Regions from separate parts of the Rattus norvegicus genome. Here region 2 is linked to region 1. The links are chromatin contacts, called in public Hi-C maps. All regions are on one chromosome and are shown on one strand. Each heading gives the region's core, a stretch centred on a gene start, on an enhancer-like site or on the middle of the called end of the contact. The rest is flanking DNA. Distances are from core to core; before and after follow the strand shown. Region 1 holds the start of Hspa13 (heat shock protein family A (Hsp70) member 13). Region 2 holds the start of Nrip1 (nuclear receptor interacting protein 1).

What was found. Hi-C and Micro-C count contacts between places; a contact is called where the count stands out from the background.
Region 2: a contact with region 1 is called in a Hi-C map of mammary epithelial cells, with 2.5 times the contacts expected there. The contact joins the promoter of Nrip1 here to the promoter of Hspa13 in region 1. A contact is called at or near these places in 4 of 12 Hi-C or Micro-C datasets (the A7r5 cell line, Schwann cells, frontal cortex and 1 more).

What each region holds. Positions count from the first base shown.
Region 1 is chr11:27,874,072-27,879,386 of GRCr8, reverse strand. It overlaps Hspa13 (heat shock protein family A (Hsp70) member 13), which reads left to right and starts at 2,489. Exons shown (of 5, transcript NM_019271.2): 1 at 2,489-2,516; 2 at 3,986-4,326. The coding sequence starts at 2,492.
Region 2 is chr11:28,463,819-28,468,957 of GRCr8, reverse strand. It overlaps Nrip1 (nuclear receptor interacting protein 1), which reads left to right and starts at 2,546. Exons shown (of 4, transcript NM_001100560.2): 1 at 2,546-2,723.

The sequences.
Region 1 (5,315 bases), core at 1,240-3,739:
AGCATGGTGGGCAGAGAGACAATGAACAGTGCTTGAATCGCTAATCGTCCTGTTAGGAATCTAATGGCTGGTGAGCCTAATGACCCTCTGCCTCTAGTCTGTTGGTAATTGGGTCACTTTTATCTGGAGTACTTCGGCTACTTCGTATCTTCCCATCAACCTTCACTGTCACATTTCAAAGACAGCACAAACAAACAAACAAACAAACAAACAAAATCCCCCAAACTCTGGAATACTGGAACTTCTCTTCATAGTAAAACTACGTAGGCCCTCTCCAATCTTGTTCTTTCCCAGGGATCACACGAATACTGTGGCACACAGCATTCCTTTTTACAGTGACAGAAAAGAGAAATGTAATTAAGTTTCCCAATTCACCTTCTCTCTTTCCTTTCTTGTTGCCAGTGGCTACCACCATGCTAAGCACACAGTAACTGTTGAATAATATTTATTAAAATTATAATTACCATGAAAATCATCGACTGGATGTTTGAATTATGCTTTCTTCATTCTTCGTAAGAATTTTGGTGGATAGTGGTCATATATTGACACGCTTTTCATATTTCACACAACGAAGCATTTAAAAACACAAAAGTATAAAAACACAAAAGTATTATAATGGGTCTCTATTAGCCATAATTCAGATTTAAAATCATTATATATATGTGACTATAGCTATCTATTGATAGGTAGATAGCTACATGTAGATATAGACCAATACATCATAAAGTATGTAGATGGCTAGAAAGATAATAAAGAGATACAAAATTTTACACAAATAGAAAACCAGTAGAGGTTTTCCCACATCTAGTAGCACTGTTGTCAGTTGGGACTGCTTGCTTTGCATCTAGAACAGAGAAGCAGATTTAAGTTTCTAGGACATTAAGTGTTCATAAACTTTCCCAATAGTAAAATCATGACTTATTAAGTTATATCAAATATTAAATAGTGAGGGGGAAAAATCAGGTTTTTACATACTAAAACGCACAAGTATCCTCAGTAATTGTGGTTAATCTTTTCGAGTTGCTAGAATTCAGAACCATTATGGAAGTAAACTTCCGGGTACGTATATGAGGGAGTTTCTGATCCAATTAAGATGAAAAGACTTCGCCTAACTGTAAGTGCTACAATTTGATCCAGCAGGTTCAAAGGTGAATGAGAGGGAGGAGAGGGAGGGGGAGGGGGAGGGAGAGGGAGAGGGAGAGGGAGAGGGAGAGGGAGAGGGAGAGAGGGAGAGGGGGAGGTGGAGGTGGAGGTGGAGGGGGAGGGGGGAGGAGGGGGAGGGGGGAGGGGAGGGGGGAGGGGAGAGGGAGAGGGGGAGGGGGAGGGGGAGGGGGAGGGGAGGGGGAGGGGGAGGGGGAGGGGGAGAGGGAGGGGGAGGGGGAGGGGGAGGGGGAGAGGGAGAGGGAGAGGGAGAGAGGGAGAGGGAGAGAGGGAGAGGGAGAGAGCTTGCATTTCCTCTCTCTGCTTCCTGACTAAAAATCTTGCCTCCTAGACTTCCTTGTACGATGAACTATACCATTGAACTTTGAGCCAAAATAAATCTTGTCTTCTTCAAATTGCTTTGCTAATGTATTTCAGAGCAGCAAGGAGAAAAGAAATCGGATAGTCAACGGAAGTGACAGGACCTGTCCAGGAAGGCAATGGTGGGCACTTATGACATAATTAACGCGAAAAGTAGAGTGCATCGTTTCATATGTATTTGTAATAGCGTATCCGAATGTTAGTATTAGATTTAAAAATATCTTGGATAAGCCGTGGCGTCTTGGATAAACCTCAGTCCTATAGAGCCCGCGAAATAATTTACTGCCAATAGCGCCGGCTTGGCGATGCTTTTAGGGATTACAGGGACGTTTACAATGCAAAGAACTGCCCCACTGCGGAATGAAAAGGGGGCTTTGGAGGGCTTAGGAGATGTCTATCTAGAATCTTGATTTCGACCAAAGGCATAAGAGGCTGAATAATAAAGCAAAACAAAAAAACAAACAAACAAAAAAACAAAAACAAAAACAAAAACAAAAAAAACCCGGAAGTTTGAATCCCGCGCCAGCCTGGCAGCGCAACCCACCTCAGATTCTTAATCGGTTTTATCCTCCTTACGGCGTCTAAACTATGGACGGTCCAGAACTGCAGCTCCCACAGTACAATGCGGAGAGGCGGGGCTACCGCAAATGTTTATACCGCAAGTAGGCTCTCCTAGTTTCGGGTTTGATGAATGGCAAACTCCGGGCTTTCCCAAAGGCTGCTCCCTCAACAAAGCCTGGTTTGTTGGGCCTTCGTGCGTCGGGAGGCCGAGTCTTTCCTCACTGGCTTGCGTGGGATCCGCCCCGCGGCCTGATGGTAGATGAAGTCTTCGCTGTGGTGAGAGTCGTAGTTCCTCCATCTACCTCCGAACTGAAGAACTACATTTCCCAGGAGGCAACGGGAGAGTGGGCGGCTAGGGGGCGGTGCCTCCCGTCGGTACAGTCATCCTTCTGCCTGTTCGGCGGGACTGATGGCCGGAGAGATGACGATCTTAGGTCAGTACCTCAGGGGTCCTTGCGGTTATGGCAGTCGACAAGGCGATTTCAAGAGGTCTGGTGGGCATGGGTTGGTTGTCTCACCCCCCTGAATCATAGGTCACACAGCCGAAGGGAACCTGAAAAGGGGACTAAGGTTTGGAGCTGGTGGGGGCGGGGCGCCTGGAGCCGGTGTCTGGCTGGTGGAAGACTTTTGGGGTCCTGCCCTTAGCCGCAGGTCAGGGGGTCGTGGGCCTAGGAATGCAGATGACCTCGGTCTTGAATTGGTAGCTGAAATCTGTTCTATGTGCAAGAACCCACTGTGACTAAGAAGGGGATCTGGATGAAGACACTTAGCTTCATTCTGGATGCCGAGTTGGGGGGGGGGGGGGGGATACTGGTCCCTGTTCATTTGTAACTGGATTCTCTTTCGAACATACCGTTTGGGAATCACATTCCCTTGCCAAAACGTGATGAGATGCCTTTGAGATTTGTCTGTGGTTTGGAAGAGACAAGTGGATAGGTTCTTGGTCTGCTATGATTGCATGTGCCAGGCGTTGAAGGAGCTAGCAATTACCGGCGGCACTATAGACTGACATTCTGGGTTTGTAGCATGTGTGAGTGGGAACAGGTGTATGACACAGACTAGCGAGACCAAGTAAGATACCAATTCTAAACTCAAAGTGATGTCCTTATTCGCTTCTGTGTACAATATGCACGACGTTTATGTATGATCTGTTTCCTTTGATATTTGCTAAGCCTCTGCTCTTGATAGGCCATACAATGGTGAACTGAACTTGAACTTGCCTTTGGGAAGCGTCCATATTGTTGCTGTCAGGGTTAGCACTTGTACACTTCTTCCCTAACTGCTACCTCTTTGAGAAGTGTATCCTTAATGCCTGCTTAAGTATGCAAAAACTCTCCTGGAACTGTGTTAGGGGGTAACAATAATACCTACGTAGTTTTCAGATCAGCGCATCCAACTTTATGAATTTTATCCTTTTGAATGGGTAAAGACAAAAATCAAAGAGGTTAGCCTTACATACCAGAGCCTTCACTGTGAGAAAAAGCTTTTGTTGTGAGAATTTCAGAATGGCATTTTATTTTAGTAATGACAGGTAAGTGAAGCTGTCAATCTACATGGCAATGAGACAAGAAAACTGGATTATATCCACCTTTTGCTACCCATTTGTGATATTTTCATTCAACAACAGCAAAATTATTACTTAAGTATCTTTGCATTTTATTCCTTTATCCCAGAAATACAGTTATGAGGGCTTTTGGTTTTGGGTTTGTTTGTTTTTTTTTTTTTTTTTTCGTCTTTAATTGTGGCCTAATGGAATGTTAAAAGTTTGATGTCCAAAACAAGTACTTACTAATCCTATAAAGTAAAATGTTTTATGATTCGTTCCAAAAGCGGTGTTCAGGAGACGCTGCTGTAGACGCAGGATTTGATAGCAGCTCCATAAAAGCCTGTCTTACTTTTTCAGGTTCCGCTGTCTTGACTCTCCTGTTGGCTGGCTACTTGGCACAACAGTATTTACCACTGCCAACTCCAAAAGTGATTGGCATTGACCTGGGTACCACCTACTGTTCCGTCGGTGTATTTTTTCCTGGAACAGGGAAAGTAAAGGTGATCCCAGATGAAAACGGGCATATTAGCATCCCCAGCATGGTGTCCTTCACTGATGGCGATGTGTATGTGGGCTATGAAAGCCTAGAGCTGGCAGACTCCAATCCTCAGAACACAATATATGATGCTAAAAGGTTCATAGGTAAGATTTTCACCCCTGAAGAGCTGGAGGCTGAAATTGGCAGATACCCATTTAAGGTATGAAATTAATCTAAACTCTGTGTCCATTTGATTTAACTGCACTGTTTCAATTCATGCTTTGGCTTCACAGTACGAACCATTTCGTCTCCACTGGCTTTATATGCCAGGGAGTTGTGTCTTCTCAGTAAGAAGTTCCACAGCAGCTACAGGGCGAATCTGGTCAGGAAATGGGGCCTTACTGTGCACTCATTCCGTCATCATCTCAGGATCCAATTAGTTCTTTCAGGATATTTTAGGAAGGATGTTGAAGCCCCACGCACTGTGGATGGGTATTCTCTACCTATGTACATTTTTATATACATACCATTTGTGCACTCGCTTTCGTGTTTTCTGGCCTATTTGAAGTGCATTAGCATGTCACACACATTTAGTGCATGAACCTCACTAACTTTCTTTTTAATTGCATTATTTTTAATTTACATTTTAAATGTTATCCCATTTCCAAGTTTCCCCTCCAGAAACCTACTATCCCACCCCACCCTGCTTCTATAAGGGTGCTCCCTCACCCACCACCCTTTCCCTCCCACCTCCCTGCCCTGACATTTCCCTACACTGGGCCATCCAGCTTTGACAGGACCAGGGGCCTCTCCTCCCATTGAAGCCCAACAAGGCTATCCTCTGCTACATATGCAAATGGAGCCATAGGTCCATCCCTGTGTTCTCTTGGGATGGTGCATTAGTCTTTGGGAGCTCTGGGGTGTTGGTTGGTTGATATTATTTTTCTCGAGGGGTTGCAAATCCATTTAGCTACTTCATTCCTTTCTCCAACTCCTCCAATGGAGATCCTGTTCTCAGTTCAGTGGTTGGCTACAAGCATCTGCCTCTGTATTTGTCAGGCTCTGGCAGAGCCTCTCAGCAGACAGCTGTATCAGGCTCCTGTCAGCATGTACTACTTGGCATCTACAATATTGTCTGGCTTTGGTGGCTGTATATGGGATGCATCCCCATGTGGGGCAGTCTCCAGATGGCCTTTCAGTGTCTGCTCC
Region 2 (5,139 bases), core at 1,297-3,796, 590 kb before region 1:
CTTGGAGATCTAAAACTTCTTTTAAAAGTGAGAAAAATGTTTTACAAAGTAACGTTAGAGTAGGTTCAAATATTTGTCCCCAAGTCTGTTGCTGTGGTCCTCTGTGGGAGCTTCACTCTCCTACATGCAATTTATTACTTAGTTTAACTTTATATTAATTGCGACAGGCTATCTGAACCAGAGAAGAAACTGCCAATCAGAAGAGAAGAAAATGTTTGCCTATTGGTAAGTGAAGCTTGAAATGTCTTCAGTATATGTGCGTGCGTGCGTGCGTGTGTGTGTGTGCAGGGGCCTGAACCCATTGCCTTACACATACTAGCCAAGTATGCTTTATCTCTTTGCCTCATCCCTATCTTAGTTTTACAAAATTGGGTCTGGTTTTGGAACTTCATTGTCCTTGAACTTGCTAAAAAGTCCTAGATGACCTCCAACTTCCCACTTCCCGTCTCAGCCTCCCAGTTGATTACAGCCTTGTACCACTGTGGCTAACTGGACGCATTTGTTGAATCTGCTATAATCTACCACAAAGATGACTTTTAACAAAACTGACATTGGGTTTTCAAAACAAAACCAACAACAACCAGGCCCAATAAAATGAGATACATTTAGAATGTCTTTGTATAATATTAAAAAAAATTTGAAGAGCTAAGTTACAATCATTCTGGTCATTTAATTTGTAATCATTTGCTTTGTGTCAATCCGGGATATATGCTGTCCAAAAGATAATGGTGCCTGGGACAAGTGCTGCCTTTACTAGTTTGCTTTAAGCAGATTTTGAACAGTGGGAAATGCACGTGCTATGCTGTTACATGAGATTTACACATTAGATGAAAACAGATTGCAGAGGTGAATCTCTAGGAGAAGAGAGAGTATTTTAATATGTACTATCAGCATTAAGCAAAAATACTTCTAGCATGCGCTCAGGACTGAGCTAGGGTATAGCTTTATGAAGAATTAATTTGAAAAATTGCCTTTACTTTAAAGATTGGGAACATACTCCAGACCCTGCTCATTTGAAAAATCGGAAAAATAGCTATAGAGCTATTATATAACAGTAAAGAACACAGTGGGGTCCCTTGGATAATTTTTGGTTTCGGTGTACATCAATAACTGCTTCCGAAGGCTACCGAAATTCCTAAGAATATGAAAACGTGTGTATGAGAGTAGACAGCTTCATCCACAAAATTGTCTTAGTCAGTAAGTATTTTAACACAGGCATAGCACTTCAGAGTTTAGGGTGAACCAAAGATGTACTTTAGAGTGGTTTTTTTGTTTTTTTTGTTTTTGTTTTTGTTTTTTTTTATGTCAAGCGAAAACAACTTCTGCAAATGATTCTTTTCATGGCAAGATGCTAGAGTCAAAAACAAACGTGACATCTGGGGTAGGGGGAGCGTTAAAAGGAGGCTTCACAAGTAACATATGAAGGGAGTAGAGAGAATAGGATTTTAAAGCAGAAAACACAAGGAGAGGAAGAGATCACGGTTTCGTCTTTTTCTCTCCTCCCTCCACTTTCTAGCCTCACCAATCTGTTAGCCCCCCTCAAATTCAGAGGCGGGTTCAGCAAGACCAGGCTGCAGGAAACCCAGGTTTCGCTGCACTGCCACCCTGGCTCCGTGATGTAATTGTTATTTATTGAGACTCTGAACCCAGCAGAGCTGCTTAAAGAAGTGCCAGCCCATCTTCTAGTCCTGTTGGGTCAGATCCTTCCTGGGGGTGGTGCAGATTGGCGGGCAGACCCTACTGGAGACTTCGCAGTGACAAAGCAGCAGAAGATAAACCAGGTTCCTGGGTCCTGCGTCCGTCTAGGGAGCTGAGCTGTGCACTCCTCAGGTCTCCTTCCCAGTTTTCCGCTTGCAATCATGCCATATTTATTACTGGGTCCTACTAGGTGCTGAGGATGGGGTCAAAATGACCTAGAGTTATAGCGCCGTGGCTTCCGGAATTTAAGCGGGACACAGATTTCAAGGAGGTGGAAAATTGAGGGTGGGTAAAGGGCTCCAAGAGAACGCGTATTTGTGGGTTGAAACGGGAGAAAGGGAGACATTTAAGGTGCCAGCCCTTAGGTGGGGAACCTGGGGTAGGGTTAAGGCGCCCCGACTCCCCTTTGGTGCCCCCAGCGTTTGCCCCCGCAAGGGTGACATGGGCTATCGCCTGGCCCCTAGCGGGGAATCTGTCCAGGCGGCTGGCTGGACGCGGCTGGGAAGCCAGGGCGCCGGCTCGGGGAGCAAAGCACCCCCCTTCTCCGGTTCAACCGCGTCCTCCCTCTGCCTTCAAGGCCGCTCAGACCCGGACCCCCACCCGGAGCACCGGCGAGAAGGCCTGCAGACGCCGGGTGGGCTCCCGGGCTCCGGCAAGCCGCCGGGTGCGCGCTCCGCCCGGGTGACAATGGGAGGGAGGGGCAGAAAAGGGTTAAGAAACTTGGCTGAAGAGCTGAATGGCGTGGAGCAGCGAGGGGAGGGACCCGGCCGCCGCGAAGTCGGCGGCGGAGGGAGGAGCGCGGCTGCGGCGGGCGGGCGGCGAGCGAGGCGCTCAAAGTCAGCCTCGCAGACATTGCAGCAGAGCCCCGAACTCGGGAGGCGACGGCGACCGCGGCGCAGGCGGAGGACGAGCCGGCCCCAGCCCGCCGGTGCGCAGCGCCCGTGGCCTCGCGCGGCCGCAGGGCACGGCTAACCTGGGAAGGAGGGAGCGACGCGGATCGGCGGCCCGGAGCCGCGGCGGCCTCGGTGAGTGGCGATCGCGGCCCGGGCTCCGTGCGGAGCTCGCTGAGCGGACGCCGAGCCGCCCGGGCACGGCCTGGGTGCGCGGCCCGTGGAGGCGGCGGAGGCCGGGGGAGGCCCGCGGGGGGCTCCAGGGACACGGATCCCGGGGACAGCGCGCCGCCGCGCCCCTCTCCGGCTCTCCCCGGGAACTCGCGGGCCCGGCCGGCGCAGCCGCCAAGTTGTGGAGTTCCCAGCCGCGGGCTCGTCCGTGCCAGCCTTGGCGCGAGGGGCGCAGCCGCCCTGGGTGTAATGCGCCGGGACCCACGCGGGTGGCCGGATCGCGGGGCCCGGGTCGAGCTCGCCCGCCCGCCCGGCTGCCCCCGTTGGCCCCGAGCCCCGGGCGCTGGCTGCAGCCCCGCTCGGTCCTGCCGCCCAGCGGTGCTCGCGGTGGCGCCCGCGCAGCTCCCCGCCTATCGCCGGTTTCTCCCTTGCGCGGTGCTCGCCGATTCCCGGCCGGGAAAAGTGACTCGGAGAAGGGACAGCGCTGAGCCCCAGGCCCGGCCTGCTGGGCACGAGCTCCCCGCCTGCCGAGGAGGGCGAGGCCCCTTGCACCCGAGGCCTCAGCCCAGTTCCCCCAGCATCCGAGAGGGGTTCACTCGGGTGAGCCTGGTGAAGTCCTGAGAGACTGCTCTTCTCTCTGGTGCCACTGTCCTCCTTACTACTATTGTTGCTAGAAGAAACCCTCTTCCGCGGAAACATTCCCCTAGACCCTCCCATCCTTCCCAAAGTAGTTTCCAAATTTTAATCAGGAGTTGATATTCAGACGGAAGGAACAAAGGAATCCACTGTGTTTAAAAGGCGGACAGGCAGTGAGTCTGACACATGTTGATCTCTGAGGCATTCCACGAGTTTCTACCTTCCATCATGTCAGAAATTTAATTGGATTCTGGCGGTCGCAAACGAAGTATGAAACGTTAGGTAATTTTACGTTAAAATACTTTACTTTTTTAAATTAATGGATCATTTTAGTTAGAGGGAAGTCCGGACATTGTTAGGTGCAAGAACTTTTAACTCTTTTTTTTTTGATGGCACCAGGCTGGAGTTTGTCTGCTCTTGTAACTGATTGTGACACTGAGCGAAAACAGTGTTTTTAGAGAAAGAGAGACAGTCTAAAAGTAAAACAAGATTGGAGTGTCTGTGTGTCTGTCTGTCTGTGTGTATGCTTAAACGATGTGTAGTCTATCTCTTGGGTTTTGTAAAGCAGGGACTTCGGTAATTCATTCTTTAGAGTTATGAATTACATTGAACCCGCTTATTAGTGAATCATGGGTTTAGCAAGTGGGCGGCATCTTCCAGATGCAATTATCCAGTGTTTAATCATCAGGTTGCCACCTTTGTCTAAGAGACGGAGTCGACTTTTTAAGCAAACGGTGGGTGCTTCACATGCATGGCCCCTAAGAGTGGCTGCAGCCTGGGAAAATGTTGAAATCTTCCCCTTCCAAGTGAGTTGCCCTGGTTTGGCCCAGCAGTTTGTCCATAGGGTTTAATTGATCCAACAGGAACTTTCTGTGTAGGACTTAGTAGAGACAAAGGAGAGTCAGTCATGCCGCAGGCAATACCTGCAAACTGGAGCCTCACCCCAGCCTGTTCTATACTGTACTGGGAAGACTCCACACTTAAAGTACAAGGAGCGAGAAGAAAATATCCTTAAAAAGTATACTTCAAAACTCTAAGGAGGGCTTCGGTTGCTGCTTATATACAGGTAGTTGAAAACCAGCTTTCATGCCTACGAGAAGACTTAGAAATCTGAGTTTCCAAACTTTGCAGAACTTGGATTTTTGTAATTGAGATACCTGAAAATAATTGTGGGTTAGCAATGGAGAAATGTTTGTGGATGAGGCCAGGGCTCCTCTGACTCCTCCAGTTTTAAGAGCAAAACGTTGTGATTAAAAAAATAACCTATACCACCACCTAGAGTCTGTTTGTTAGTTTATTGCTCTTGGAGTTTGCTTACATTGACGTGTCCCTCGTGGTTACTGTATAGTCAAAACAAGATTAAGGAATTCAGGCTTTTCAGAGGCCATCCAGGAGAACACTTATTTAAGTAATGCATAGCAAGTGCCAATTTAAATTATCCACGACACTTTCAGAACCGAAAATTATGACATATCAACTCAAGTGGGCCAGTCTCCGAAAGATACTAATTCAAAAGAAAAAAAATTTAAAGACAGCTTCTTTTAGCTTGTGCTCCAAGGTGGCCCTGAGTGCAAAAAGATTTCCTGTGATACGAGAGATTCAAGAAATGTGACAAAATAAGTGTTCTCGGTGCCTTTTGAGGTTTTTTTTTGGGGGGGGGAGGGCGACAAAAGCGATGACAAAAGTATAGAGAGAGGGATGTTGCCATTACCAACATTTTAAACACTGAGAAGGTTAGAGAGAC